3 separate regions of the Mus musculus genome follow, and all the other regions are linked to region 1. Evidence: chromatin contacts called from public promoter capture Hi-C data. All regions are on one chromosome and are shown on one strand. The core of a region is the stretch at or near the end of the contact, and the rest is flanking DNA. Distances in the headings are between cores, read along the strand shown. Region 1 holds the start of Efhc1 (EF-hand domain (C-terminal) containing 1). Region 2 overlaps Tram2 (translocating chain-associating membrane protein 2). Region 3 overlaps Tram2 (translocating chain-associating membrane protein 2).

Evidence for each region. Promoter capture Hi-C pulls out the DNA fragments that hold promoters and counts their contacts.
Region 2: a promoter capture Hi-C map of liver shows a contact between it and region 1, with 2.1 times the contacts expected there. The contact joins the enhancer-like site here to the promoter of Efhc1 in region 1. A contact is called at or near these places in 3 of 39 promoter capture datasets (liver, macrophages and maxillary cranial neural crest), 2 of 484 Hi-C or Micro-C datasets (muscle stem cells and pancreatic cancer cells) and 3 of 9 other capture datasets (adipose tissue, liver and pancreatic islet).
Region 3: a contact with region 1 is called in a promoter capture Hi-C map of liver. The contact joins the enhancer-like site here to the promoter of Efhc1 in region 1. A contact is called at or near these places in 8 of 39 promoter capture datasets (the C10 cell line, the HPC-7 cell line, HPC-7-derived erythroid cells and 5 more), 4 of 484 Hi-C or Micro-C datasets (embryonic stem cells, muscle stem cells, olfactory sensory neurons and 1 more), 3 of 115 datasets of contacts at active chromatin or transcription factors (embryonic stem cells, extraembryonic endoderm stem cells and microglia) and 4 of 9 other capture datasets (adipose tissue, liver, macrophages and 1 more).

The regions. Positions count from the first base shown.
Region 1 is chr1:20,949,088-20,953,439 of GRCm38.p6, forward strand. Efhc1 (EF-hand domain (C-terminal) containing 1) reads left to right here and starts at 2,539. Exons shown (of 11, transcript NM_027974.1): 1 at 2,539-2,709. The coding sequence starts at 2,647. All of the region lies in intron 1 of Gm51618 (a long non-coding RNA gene), which reads right to left.
Region 2 is chr1:21,035,123-21,039,943 of GRCm38.p6, forward strand. Tram2 (translocating chain-associating membrane protein 2) reads right to left here. Exons shown (of 11, transcript NM_177409.3): 2 at 2,275-2,338. Among named protein-coding and RNA genes, the nearest start is that of Tram2, 42 kb to the right of the region's middle. Within about 2 kb of position 2,394, at least 42 of the 459 cell types and tissues checked have an H3K27ac peak or open chromatin away from gene starts, as enhancers often do. A contact at or near this core is called in adipose tissue, liver and muscle stem cells, where this site is marked.
Region 3 is chr1:21,057,427-21,061,815 of GRCm38.p6, forward strand. The region is part of intron 1 of Tram2 (translocating chain-associating membrane protein 2); the gene reads right to left. Among named protein-coding and RNA genes, the nearest start is that of Tram2, 20 kb to the right of the region's middle. Within about 2 kb of position 2,170, at least 7 of the 459 cell types and tissues checked have an H3K27ac peak or open chromatin away from gene starts, as enhancers often do. A contact at or near this core is called in adipose tissue and liver, where this site is marked.

The DNA of each region.
Region 1 (4,352 bases), core at 1,289-3,788:
AACTTTTTAAAATTTTCAGCAACTGCTGTGATGCTAGTCAATTCATTGAAAGTTTTAATTAAATAGACAAATCTCTGTAAGTCTGGGCTTCGTGGAGAATTTCAGGAGGTCAGCAAGAAATACATAATGAAATGCTGTCTTAAAAGAAGAAAAGAAGGTAAAGGAGAAGGAGGAGGAGGAGGAAGACATGAATGAACAATAGTAGAGAGAAAGGAAGAAGTACAGGAAAAGAATTTTGTGAGTTAAGCATAGCCTTCTCCAGTAACATCTTTAGCTGTTACTTACTGCATTCTCACCCTGGCCCCTGAAGCTTCATGCCAGTTAGTGAAACCCACAGGATGATTTGCTGTGATAAGCAGCCATAAAGGCAAAGCAGATATGGTATCTATTCTTGCTTGTCAACCTGACACTATCTGGGATTCGCTAAACCCCAAGTGGCTGGATATACTTGTAAGAGATTTTTCTTAATGAAATAATTTGGAGTCAGAAGACGCACCCTTAAGATCTCGTGAGGTGGGAAGATCCACCTTTAATCTGGGCCACACCTTCTGCTTGCAGCCTATATAAAGGATGTGGAAGGAGGAGGCTGGCTCTCTCTTTGCCTGCTTGCTCTGACTAGCAAGTCCCTTCCTTCACTGACATTAGAGTCTACTTCTTTGGGACTCTGGCATATACTGAAGACATCCAGCTGAGACATCCAGCCTTGTGTACTGAACAACTACTGAATTCTTGGACCCTTGGTTGATAGACAGCTGTTGGACTAGCTGGATGACAGCCTGTAAGGCACTCTAATAAACCAAAATCCAGTGTGTTCATGTGTGTATGGTGTGTCCATGTGTGGTGTGTTTGTGTGTGTGTGTGTGTGTGTGTGTGTGTGTGTGTGTTTGTAGTGATAGGTACAGTAAAGCATTTATGTCTGGCTTTAAATGAAAGGTATGGTAAAACCTTTATGTCTGGATTTAATTGAAATGTTTCAGCAAAGTCTTCGCTATGTTTGGGTCAATTAGTAGAAGCTAAAAATTATTTTGAGACTGTTTGAAACCTGAGGAAATGTCGTCTCTCTCTAGAGAATCTGCACTTGGTCCTATGTGAGAGCTTGCAGCTGTACCAACCTTGGTTTTAAGGTGCTCCTAGCAAACCTGGAGTTCTTACTTTTGATTATAGCTAGCAGTGATCAAAAGGCTCGTCTGCTCTCATGGGCAGCAAAGGCAAGATAACTTTGGTAGCTAGAACCTTCCCAGCCCCAATTAAGCTTGTATAATATTTGAACAAAGTCACTGGAGTGAGCTAGCGGGATGCCAGCCTTTTCCAAGAAGGATGAACCCTCTTGCCCCTTCAGAAAATGAAGGCTTAGCATCTTGGTAAGCTTCTCTATTTACTTCGGCACCTACAGCCAACATCAATCAATGTGTTTATTCATTCCATCAGTTCTGCTCCTCTAGGGAACCCTGACTAATGCAGCTGCCATCTTAACTGGTGGCAGCAAATGACCCATGATACTCTCCCTCAGGCTTACTACTCTACCGTTTCTCTAAATTCCTAGGTCAGAAAACATGTTATAAAGACCAAACTCCTAGGAAATTTGAGACATAATGGAAAAAAATCTCTGGGCATCTTAGCTTCCCTTTTATTTCCCCATGCTGACAGACTCTTGGTTTCTTTCTTTTCCTGATGATCTTTCAGGAATGGGGTCACTTTTTTTTTAAAGGAAAAAAAAAAAGTTGTCCAGAAAATGCTATACTCTGCAGTACACATGACCCTGACAATATTTCACTCCCCTGAATTACTTCTTTCTCATGACTCGGTCTCTCTTTGAAGGTTCTCTCTTCCTCTGTGGTTCTTATGTATCACTGATGCTATAGCTATAAAGCAAGGACTAAGGTAGGCGTAGGCACTCTCCAGCTTTTCAGTCAACAGATACCCAGTAAAGTTCTGAGACCTCAGCACACAATCTATAGGAATCTACGGTGGAACAGATAGCTAAGAGGGGACCAGGAAGCCGTGGAAAGACTGGGGCTTCAAATCGGATCAAGTCTGAGCAACGAAAATGCAGTCGATTATAATCTAATCCACAGCCCTTGCCTCATAATTTGATGAGTCTGAAGTATTTAGCGCTTTCACTGGGGAGCAACCACTGTACATTGTGTCTGGACTAGGACAGCAGCTCTTTCCCCAGAGAAAGGGTGCCTGAGCTCTTGGGAGGACTAACGTGGAGCAAGGAACTTCTTTGTAACAACTGATCTAAAGGGACGTGGTCCAATCCCAGACCTCACTGCGCGAGCCAAGGCCTAAGAACATCCGCTTTCTTCAGCCCACCCCTAGGTTGCATCCTCTGGGAGCCAGGAAGTGGGGGCTGAGGAGAAAGGGAAAAGTATGGGAAAGAAAGGGGGCGGAGCCGCCTCTGCCACACCCATTAGCCACGTCCTGTGGCCACTAGAGTCAGTAGTGCTGTGCGCAGGCGCAGACCTGGCCTCCGCCTCCCTTTCCCCGCCCCCTAACATCCTCCCCTCCTCCCCGCCGCTCCTCCCCTCTCTCGACTAGTGTGTTTGGCGTTACCAGGGAGTCTGGAGAGGCCCGCGAGTGCAGTTTGTTGCCAGGGTAACCCGAGCGGCAAAAGGCAACCGAGGTGGCAGCTGCAGGGCAGCGATGGGGACCAACCCGGTGCACGGCCTGCCCTTTCTCCCGGGCTCGTCCTTTACAGACTCCACGGTGAGGGCCAGCCCGAAGGGTTCTCCACTTGGCTCGCCTCTGCGCTCCTTCATTCCGCAGGCTCCGTCGTCCTCGCGCATCCCAGCCTCTGCCGATTTTGCTTGGCCTCTTGGTAGTCCACTCACCCTCCTGGGTCCTCACCGTGGCCCTGTTCTTTCTTTACTGCCCCATCTACCTGCCTTCTGGCCCGATTACCCCAGGCTGTCTCCAGGCCTCTCCCCAGCTGCACTGTAACCCTACTCAGCGCCTTCATCCTCTCCTACCGTCTCTCCACAGCAGCCTCATTCTGGATTTGTCTCACCGCTTCTGAATCCTCAGGGTCACTGCCCTTCAACCCCTTTCCTCTATGTGTATGCATCTTTTCCACGTACTCCTTTCCTGACGGGTCCCCACCCCAGTCTCTGGCCTTTTGAGTTAAGGGTCACTTTTCTCTCCAGCTACAGCCTTCCCTAGAATTGAATCCCCCACCTCCCGCCGCCCCCACATGCTGGTTTTCTTGTAGTTTTTCTCTGTAAAGCATTCTTCCTCCTCTCCTTGTATTTCTTCCGTCTCAACCATAGGAATGAACCACTTAATGTTTCTCTTTCTGTAGCCCGTGTGTGTGTACTTACACACATGATTCATTTTCAGACTGTGTGTGTGTGTGGGGGGGGAGGTTGTTGTTTTATCTTGTCTGCAGCCTAGGCTGGCCTTGAACCTGAGAACCACCTGCCTCGGCCTGCAGACTGCTTGGATTAAAGACATGCCAACACACAGGGCTCCCGTTCAGATTGCATTTTACTCCTTTGCCCCAACTGTTTATAGTCATCATCTAGATGAAATTAAATATTAAATTAAATAAAGTCCAGGGTGGCGATGCACATTCGTAATCTCAGCTTTCAGGAAGCTGAGGCATACGGGTGGCCAATTTGAGTCTAGCCTGGGCTACATAGCTAGTCACTGTCTCCAAACGACAGCAGATCCAAACCAGACAGAACAGGAGCTTCGTGAAAAGGAAGTGGCTCAGAGGATAAAGCACTTGCTGCTCTCATAAGAGGAGTGGAGTTCAGATCCTTAATACCCAAGCAAGACGCTTAGCTAGACTGACCCTTACCTGATGCAGCCTACCCATGCCAACTTTGGTCTTTCATATGTATTTCCACATACATGCAAACAGGCATGTGCATATACACTCATATCCCCCCACACACACATGCTCAGAACAAACCACCCCAACAACAACAAACACGTCCTATCATATCAAAGCCAAGTGATAACAGTAATTTGGGTTCTTAGTTTCCTCCTAACATAGGTTAACTGTTTGTTCATTTCTTTCGACACCAGGTCTCAAGCAGTCCCAGTTGACTTCACACACTATATAGTCTGGGCTGATCTGGAACTGATCCTCTGGGCTCCTAAGTGTGGGGTTACAGGCAGGTCACCAAAGACAGATCTTTGTGTCAGACAAACACTCTAACAACAGAGCTACACTCCCAACCCTAACTCTCAAAAGCATTCGGCATTTAAAAAAATTATCAGAGTTACAGAAGTAATTCTGAAGAGTCAACATTAAGATTGGGTGACGATGACCATAGGTAAGCCAGTGGTCATTTGTATTTATACGGTTTAATGATTCAGACTCTTACATTTCTCTTTCCATTTCT
Region 2 (4,821 bases), core at 1,144-3,643, 86 kb after region 1:
ATACATGCACATGTATGGAGGTTATGGAAGTAGAAAGGAGGAAGAAAGTGATGCAACACCTGGTCCAGGAAAGCAACAGAAGTCTTCGGTGAGAAGAAAGGGGACCAAGAAAGGATGACATGGAGTGTGGGAGGCTGTGGGAGGGAGGATGAGCAAGAATAAGGCACAACGACCCAGATGTATGACAATGACAATGGAACTCATCTCAAGCTAATTTTAAAGAATAATAAATTGGGCTGGAGAGGTGGCTCAGGGATTAAAAACATAGGTGGCTATTCCAGAGGATCCAGATTGGATGCTCAGCACCCACATGATAGCTCACAACTGTCTGAAACTCCTCTTTCAGGTGATCCAATGCTGTCTCGCATCCGAGGACACTGCATAGACATGGTAAACAGGCACGCATTAAGGCAAAACACCCATATACATAAAACAAAATAATAACTTTTTAATTAAGAGAAACCGAGAGAGAATGAGTCCACACATGGGTGATGGTTGTGTGATTTTATCATGAAGCCATGTCTCCTTCATTTTTGATTTTTGTCACCCGAGAGAAGATGTTACCTTAAAGTTCCAAAGGATTAATGGAATGACTAAACCAGTCTATGACTTTCAGGAAAGAAGAAAGAAGGAAAGCAAAATGCTCCCAACCAAGCTAGCTTCAGTAAGAGGCCTCTTCCAGTGGAAGAAAGAAAAAGGAGGGAGGCAGGGGAGAGGAGGGAATGAAAGGAGAAGGGGAAGGAGAACTGGAAGGGAGGAAGGACGGGTGGGCCACTTGCTCACTGTTAAGACTTTCAAAATGTTAGACTAGAACCATTATTATCACGTGGGAAAGATCTGTAACACTCTAATACCAAACATTTTGCAAGTTCCCCGGGCAGAGAGATGCTCTCAAGTCTCACTTCCCACAGCCAAGAATGTTCTTCCTCCCTTACCAGAACCTCTCAGTTTGACTCTCCAAAACAGGAACTATACTATGTACCCAAAACAAGGATCCCCTCATTGTCTGGCTAGATTGGTTACAGGAATATGCTCGTGTGAAATTCATGGCTACAGTTCCATGAGCCAGAGTCATACACTCACCTCCCCGAGACACTGCCCCAGAGCCAGATAAAGACCCTCATATAAAAGTGAAGACCATTCAACGTCTCCCAAATGATGAGAGGAGAACTAACTTGGCAAGCAAACTCCCCTCCTTCCTTCATCAAGGGGGAACCTGGTATTTTACAGCTGGGACCGAGGGATGCCTCATTCCAAGGCTGAGACCTCAGAAAAGCCAAGGCTGCAGAAATACGGCCCCAAAGCTGAACCTGGCCAGCAGATGCATAAGACTTCTTTCTGTTGACTTTCCTGCATGGCGTTCACCCAAGTAGCTGCCAACATTTAAAGGTGAGGTGTTTATACATAAGATGAAATGTCTTCTGGTGCTCTTGGGATCGAAACCATCTCAAGAGGGAGATGACTCATCTCCTGAGCTGACTTGACTTGATTATCTACTTGAATAGACTGAGGAATGTCTGGAGATTGGGCGCATCCCCACGTCAGACCATGAGGACTCTGACCTAACCAAACGAGGAATCCCTTCGTACCATCGTAACAGGATAAGATCACTGGGAAATGGGGCAGATGGCAGGGACTTACCTAGGAGAAGTAGACCCTTGCAGGTACCTTGCCCCCAGCCTCCTTCCTCTATTTACCCTTTCTCTGCTTCCTTTATTGTCATGGGCTGAACAGCTATCCTCTGTCACATGCTTCTGCCACCATTATGGCTTAAGTACACAGACCCAAGCAGCCATGACAAGAGCACCTGAAAGTGGGAGCCCAAATATACCTTTCCGTCCTTGAGGTTGTTTCTCTTAGGTATTTGGTCACAGTGATGATAAGGGCAACTGTAGAGCCACTCTTGTGGCTCTTCCGAGTACAGACCTTCCTTCCCGCCATGTTTTTATGCTCCACTGAAGTACATCTAACCCACTTTCTTCATGGAAAACTTAAAAAGAAAGGCCATGCTCTTGATCAGTGGACATTCCTGACAGACATCAACACCACCTACTTTAGAGGAAAGGGCTAGAAGCACACGTAGCACCCCATACCGTGGTACTTTTTTGTTCAGGTCCTACGGTAGAGAACAGAGGGCAGGAACTGCTGCCACCTGACTTGGGGAGCACACTGGAGCCCAAGGGAAAGGTCACAGGCATAGAGAAAAACAGAGAAATCTTCCCCAGTCCTTCAGGGTTAACAGGACCCGGAGGGATAAGGAACAGTTTTTCTTACCTGCTGTAGGCACACTAATGTTATACTGAGGTAAAATAAATAGGAAGGCAGTCTTGGCTGTGACCTGGAAAACAAAGGACAAGGTTTCTGTTTACTCCCTGGGCCACATGAAAAGAACAAGCCAGGCCTCCTCCTACAGCCACTCCAGGATGCTGGCTTCTGCCCACCCTGGAGTTAACACCAGCTCTGAGCCACCTCTCCAGGGTGCAGGCTTCTACCCACCCTGGAGTTAACACAATTCTGAGCCACCACTCCAGGATGCAGGCTTCTACCCACCCCAGAGTTAACACAGTTCTGAGCCACCTCTCCAGGATCCAGGCTTCTACCCACCCCAGAGTTAACACAGTTCTGAGCCCACCCCAGAGTTAACACCAGCTCTGAGCCACCTCTCCAGGATCCAGGCTTCTACCCACCCCAGAGTTAACACAGTTCTGAGCCCACCCCATAGTTAACACCAGCTCTGAGCCACCTCTCCAGGATCCAGGCTTCTACCCACCCCAGAGTTAACACAGTTCTGAGCCACCCCTCCAGGGTGCAGGCTTCTGCCTACCCCAGAGTTAACACCAGCTCTGAGCCACCACTCCCAGTACCTGCACTGCAGAGAAACGCAGCCCTGGGCCCCAGATGATGGCTACACATGTGTTCACTTGCTGTATGAAGCAAGCTGTATTGACAGGCAGAACAATTTGTTCACTCGTTCATGTACTGACTCAGTTCTGGGCACCCAGTTCTGTGGAAGGTCACAGCTTAAAGGTGCCAAAGCCAGACTTCTTGGACGTTTCGGTTGCCTACACACTGGGCAGTAGCCCTGATGTTAACTTAAGCTTCAGAAACAGTGGGTTCTAGCTGTTAATTTCACATATTCCCCTCTGTCAAACTGGGAATGAGACCTCACAAACCCCACAATACTGGTTTGGTTTTTTGGTGTTTTCTTTGTTTTGTTTTCTGAAAGCTATCTTTACATGACTGTGGTCCCCATCTGGTTACAAATAGTCAAATTAGTTCTGAGACAGTTTCAAGCAGGTGTGAGATGGCAAAATGTGGACTTGAAGCTGAGATGCAGAAATTGTCTATGTTTGCTTGCTGAGTAGCTATGTAACTATGCGGAAGTCATTTCAAACCCTGAACCAAATCTCTTCTTGTCTATAGAGTTGTGGATATGTGCAGTGCCTCTGCTGTGTACTATTGACTGGCCTGGTACCGAGCTCTCTAGTGGCATTCTTTCAAATTCCAGAGATGTCCAGCCAGGACCAAGAAGTGCTCCGTGAGGCACGCACAGGGTCAGGTGAAGAAAGTCACTTCCCCAGAGGCTCTGAAGACACCTCCTCAGTCAAGGGTTATGGAAAACCCTCCAAACATAGAGGTCAGAAAGTTGTCTGCAGAGAGTGGGGCTAGGGAGGGAGGGATACACCAGCCCATGGCCAAGGCAGTGTGGAAACAAGTGAAGGATGGATGGTGTCTGCCTTTAGCCTATCCTACAGATCCAACCATCACCTTTAAAAGAGAAAAGATCCTGCCGTTACTCTTCAGTGAGGTATCATTTACTTATAGGCAGCTCTGTACCGAGTCTTCCTGTATCCGTGCTGATGCCTTGTGCATCCTCTGTCAAGTTTGTAAGGAAAGAACAGGTATGAGAAGGTCCTCTTCTCCACTCTGCAGCCCCTGAAACTGATTCCTTTGGTCCTTAAGACAGTGCTCTGCATCCCTGACCCCCTTCCAGCCCAAATGCCTGCATTTTCTTTACAATGATGTGCTTGGCTCCAGCCTAAAAACTGCCATTAGATCCCTCTTCCTCTACTACTCCTTATAACTTACCAATGTGCATCTCTCTTATGCATCATGCTGACCCTTAACTGTGAGGGTCACTACTTCTCGAGATCACTCCTTCATAGGCAGGAGAGCCAATACTGTACTATGCTGTGCTATCGTTTCTCCACAGCAGGCAATTAGCTCACCTCCTAATTGAAGGTAGGGATCCCACCTTCTCAGTTTTCATTGCATGCCCTTTCAAATAGCTAACCCAGAAGAGGTAAGTGCTAGGTGATTAAGACAAAGAAAAGAAATGCAGCTCACTTCCTTTAACTGTAGGTCGTTAGTCTCTAGTGGGAACTGCCCTCTGTCACCAAAGGCCTGTTCCTTGGGACCCGTCAGGTCTAAAACTCTGAGCCCACTCTCTCCTGGCTTGTGATCATCTGAGTCAGGCTAGAAGAGGTGCTGCCCAGGGCCTCAAACACCCACAGACTTCTGCTGTGGTTTCTGCTGTCCTGCTCCTAGAGCAGCCATGGGTCTTCAATGGGGCGAGTTGAGCCCTCTTGAAGTTGGCCAACATCCATTTGTCAGATGCACTGTAATTCTATGTGTAGAGGACCTCTGTTCAACCATGCCTTTGGCAGAGTCCCTGAAAGAACTTGAATTTTTTCTATATCCAGGCCATACCCCCTCCCCTGCACCCCTTTCCCCCCAGGCAACTAAATGAGCCGCTGAATGAGTTCAGTTGAGCTGGCTCATCAGCAGTCTAACACACAGCCAAGTCTCGGAGCCATCACA
Region 3 (4,389 bases), core at 920-3,419, 110 kb after region 1:
CAAAACAAACAAAAACAAAACAAAAAAAGCCCCTGGGCCATGTACTAAGCTTCATTTGATGACACTAGGTCCAGATTCCTGTCGCTCATTAGCAGTTGGTCTAACCAATCCTTTACTAACAAGCTCTTGGGAAACCACCTCATCTTTTAAGAATGTTAACATCTCAAAATATTTGAACACACTATTGAGATGGGAGTGGGAATCAGAGTCAGTCTGTGCATTTTTATTACAACCATGAAAAGCCATAGTATCCAGCCAATAAAACATAGAAGTTAAAACACATGTAAAACTTGAAGAAATCTGCTATAGAAGTCATTTTTATAAGCGAAAACAGTCCTTCAACAGTAAGAATCTCATATTTAAGGTAAAAGATTTATACGATCTGAAGAGAAACCAGAGGTAGCACACGCCTTTAATCCCAACACTTGGGAGGCAGAGGCAGGTGGATTTCTGAGTTCGAGGCCAGCCTGGTCTACACAGTGAGTTCCAGGACAGCCAGGGCTACAACAGAGAAACCGTCTCGAAAACCAAAAACAATCAAACAAACAAACAAAAAAGAATCTTGTATTTAAAATAAGTAAGTTACTGCGGCCAAGTCTCACTTCAGTGTGAGATGCTTCACACACATGATCACACGGAACTCAACCCAACGTCCACGGATTCAGCAGGAAAGCGGCTCACAGCTCACCAAATAGAAGCCCCAAGAAGACCTACACAGGCTGTATATCCCAGACAGTTTCACTGGCTTATTCAGAGATGCCGGAGGCAAAAACATGTCTTGAAGGAATGGACACACCAGGAAGAACAGGCTGAGTGTAATCTATATGCAAACAAGAACCAGGCATGGCAGTTGTGGTGGTTTGAATATGCTTGGCCCATGTGAGCTGCTATGACTGGGAGGCCTGGCGTCTTTGGAATAGGTGTGGCCTTGTTAGAGGAAGTGCATCACTGTGGGCAGAGGCTTTCAGAGCACCTATGTTCAAGCTCTTCTGGCTGCCTCTGGATTAAGACACAGACATTTCGGCTCCTTCTCCAGCACCCATGCTTCCTGCCTTGAGGATAATGGCCTGAACAGCTCAAACTGTAAGCCAGACACAATTTAATGTTGTCCCTTGTAAGAGTTGCCTTGGTCATGGTGTCTCTTCACAGCAATAAAACCCAAACTAAAACAGTGGTACAGCACTAAAATCTTGGCACTCAGAAAGGTGAGGCAGGAAGAATGCTGTGAGTTTGAGGCCAGCCTGGGCTACCCAGCACCATGCCAAGCAGGGTTACATAGCAAGGCCCTGCCTCAAAGGAACGTAAGAAAGGCAGGCAAATGGCAGATTAGTTATAGGGACAATATTTATGGAATTAGTTTTTAGGCACAACGAACTCAGCAGACTGAGACCTCAGTATGTATCAGACTTGGTTTAAAACACTACACATGTGTTCTGAGCTCGGCTTGCTCCGGTGACAATCTGTAAGAGGCAGTACAAGTACTTTTATCCCCTTTTACTGAGAAGAAAATGGGTCCAATTAAGTATCTTAACCAAGCTGTCCTCCTACATGAGGAAAAGCAAGGGCTTTAGATTCAATCAGCAGTGACACCTCGGACACATGTCCCACCCCCCCCCCCCTCCAGCTCGACCTTTACAAGCTTGACACAACGTGGCAACACAAACTAGAGATTCAAAGTGCAAATCCACAGAGAAAGCAATGGGGACTCAAGTCTGTCTCTTCTAAGGACTGAGCATGCAGGGAGAGCCTCCAGAGTGACAGCCTCCTTCTGCACGGGAGTCTACACACCGAATGCGAAGCCACCACTGCTGAAAGGCCACTGTGGAAGAGCAAAAGCCAGATGCTACCTGCAGCCCATCCTCACTAAGGACTTTAGTTTTACACGTGACCCTTGGGCCACATCACCATGGACATTTTTCCAAGACAAATTGAGAAAAAGCACTTTATAATAATTACTGCAGTCACCCCTGGAGGAAGCCAGGCCTCCAAACTGAAAGACAGTATATTTAGTTTATGCATCATGGCTGAATTCAGGGCCAGGAGGCTATATTTGGGCAAACCGTTGATTTGGGGTTTGGTGAAGTTCTGGTTTTGGCAGAGGTGTCCTTCTCCTGCCCTGCCCCCTCCACAGGCCACATGGGCATGGCTATGGAGCAAAGTTCCAGACACTCACACTGGCTTCATCCACAGACTTGGTAACAGGCCCTGATACTTCCCAGGGCGCCACAGAGCACAAACTGCAATCCTTCTAGACAATCTGTATAGCCATGGAGCTGAGGAGAGGCAACCCCAAGTCTTGGTTGATGAGAACATGGTTTAAGTTGAGGCCCAGAAGCCCACCAAGGATCCAGCTCTTTAATATGTACTTTATTTCTCTGTCCATGCTGAATTCTCACCCTGACTCAGATCCATCCGAGACTGGGTGGAAGAATGTCTGTTTGTTTTGTAGCCCCAGGTCACTCACCTCAAACTCATGGCTGCTGGGGTTACCTTCTTGTACGCTGTATAAAGGTTGTGTTTGTGTATTCAATTGTTGATGGCTGAATGGGCAGAGAGTGAGTACTGGCCAGATTTTGATATTGTTATTCTTAAGGCTTATCACTTGCCTCAGGATTTTGAAAGAAACAGCTGACAGCCAATAGCTCGGCAGGAAAGGGAAGGTGGGACTAGCAGGCTGAGAGAGGGTCTCTGGGAGAAGAAGCAGAAGCAGGAAGATTCACCAGCGGTATCCAGAGGTGATCAGATATACAGGGATGGAGAGGGAGGTGAAAAAATAGTTGGTAGAGTGTCATGGACTAGGATAATACAATTAAGTGACAAGCTAGCTAGGAGGTAGCCTAAGCACTAGTAAAAATGAGTAAGTCTCCATGTCATTATTTAGACCGCCAGTGGGTCCAGGAAGTCCCCCTATACATGGTAATCCCCCTATCTAAGTTTCCCAACTGGTGGGATTACAGGTGTGTACCGTCACACCCAGAAAGAAGTCTGTCTTCACTGTCTCCCAGGAGGTGCTCGAGAAATGCCTAAGAAGCAAATGAGAACAGTTTTGGAGACTGACTGGACCCTAGACTACACTCAGAACCATGGTGATATACCTCAGAATGGCCCAGATGGCTCTCTTTCTATTAATCTCAATTTTCCTGCAATCACTTTAAGAACATAACGGTACATATTAGGATGACAATGGAGGAAGAAGAGGATGAAGAAGTGGTTGCTTGAAGAACATCTGGTATTGTAGGCTGAAGAATTTAGGATCTGGGGGAGGATCAATTAGTAACCGATCAACAATGAATCATGACCTATGGAAATGAAATGCCACAGGAGGATGGGTTCTTTCCCACAGGATCCAATAAAACGCACAGAAGGCCAGACATGGACTTCCAACCCACCCATGAAGCCACCCTCCCTAACTCACCCAAACTCTGGTTTTCTTTTTTTCTTTATCTTTTTTTAAAAGGGTATTTATTTATTTTATGTGAGTACACTGTAGCTGTCTTCAGACACTCCGGAGGAGGGCATCAGATCTCATTACTGATGGTTGTGGGCCACCATGTAGTTGCTGGGATTTGAACTCAGGACCTTCGGAAGAGCAGTCAGTGCTCTTAACCACTGAGCCATCTCTCCAGCCCCCAAACTCTGGATTTCAAGTTCAACCATGACCGTGTCAACTGACACTCGCGCTCACTGAGAGTTGGACACCTTCAATGCTCAGCATCTGCTACAAAGAGGCCTTCCATCGAGTGCTACCTGTCAGAAACACTGCTCACCACTTGAAGAGAGATGATCACTCAGGTCTGAGAAGAACCGGATACTCCCATAATAAAATACGTGTGCCTATCATATCGGTGCTAGCAAGTAGAGGCAAGAGGTGGGGAGCTCAAAACCTCAGCTATATAGTAAGTTTGAAGCCAGCCTGAGCCACATGAGAGCCTGCCTCAAAACAATCCACAAATTTATATGACACATGACTCTCCAAGAGGAGTCCAACATGCCTCTAACCAGAGTCTACCAGCTCCCATGAGCGGTTCTGGGAACTCCCAAGGAAAAGGCATGTAACAGAAACAACAGGTTTTAGGGGAAAATCCTTGCCCTCCGATGCATAGAGTCATCCCAAACGCAGAGCTGGCAATATAGCCTACATCTTAGATCAATGCCTAGTGCTTCCGGTGGATTTTATTAGCAATGCTTTGTGTCTGTGAGAGAGAAGTGGGGGTGTGAAATCAATTCAAAAGCTATACACACCTCCTGGGGGAGAAACACATCACTGAAAGCTAAAACATCTCCTGTAGCCTTCCTCCCAGTCTGTTTGGACCTTTCTTGGCTTTGCCTCTGCCTTCATAAACATAAGCTTTTTATTAAAATGGGCCAGTGCTATACATGCTAATCTCC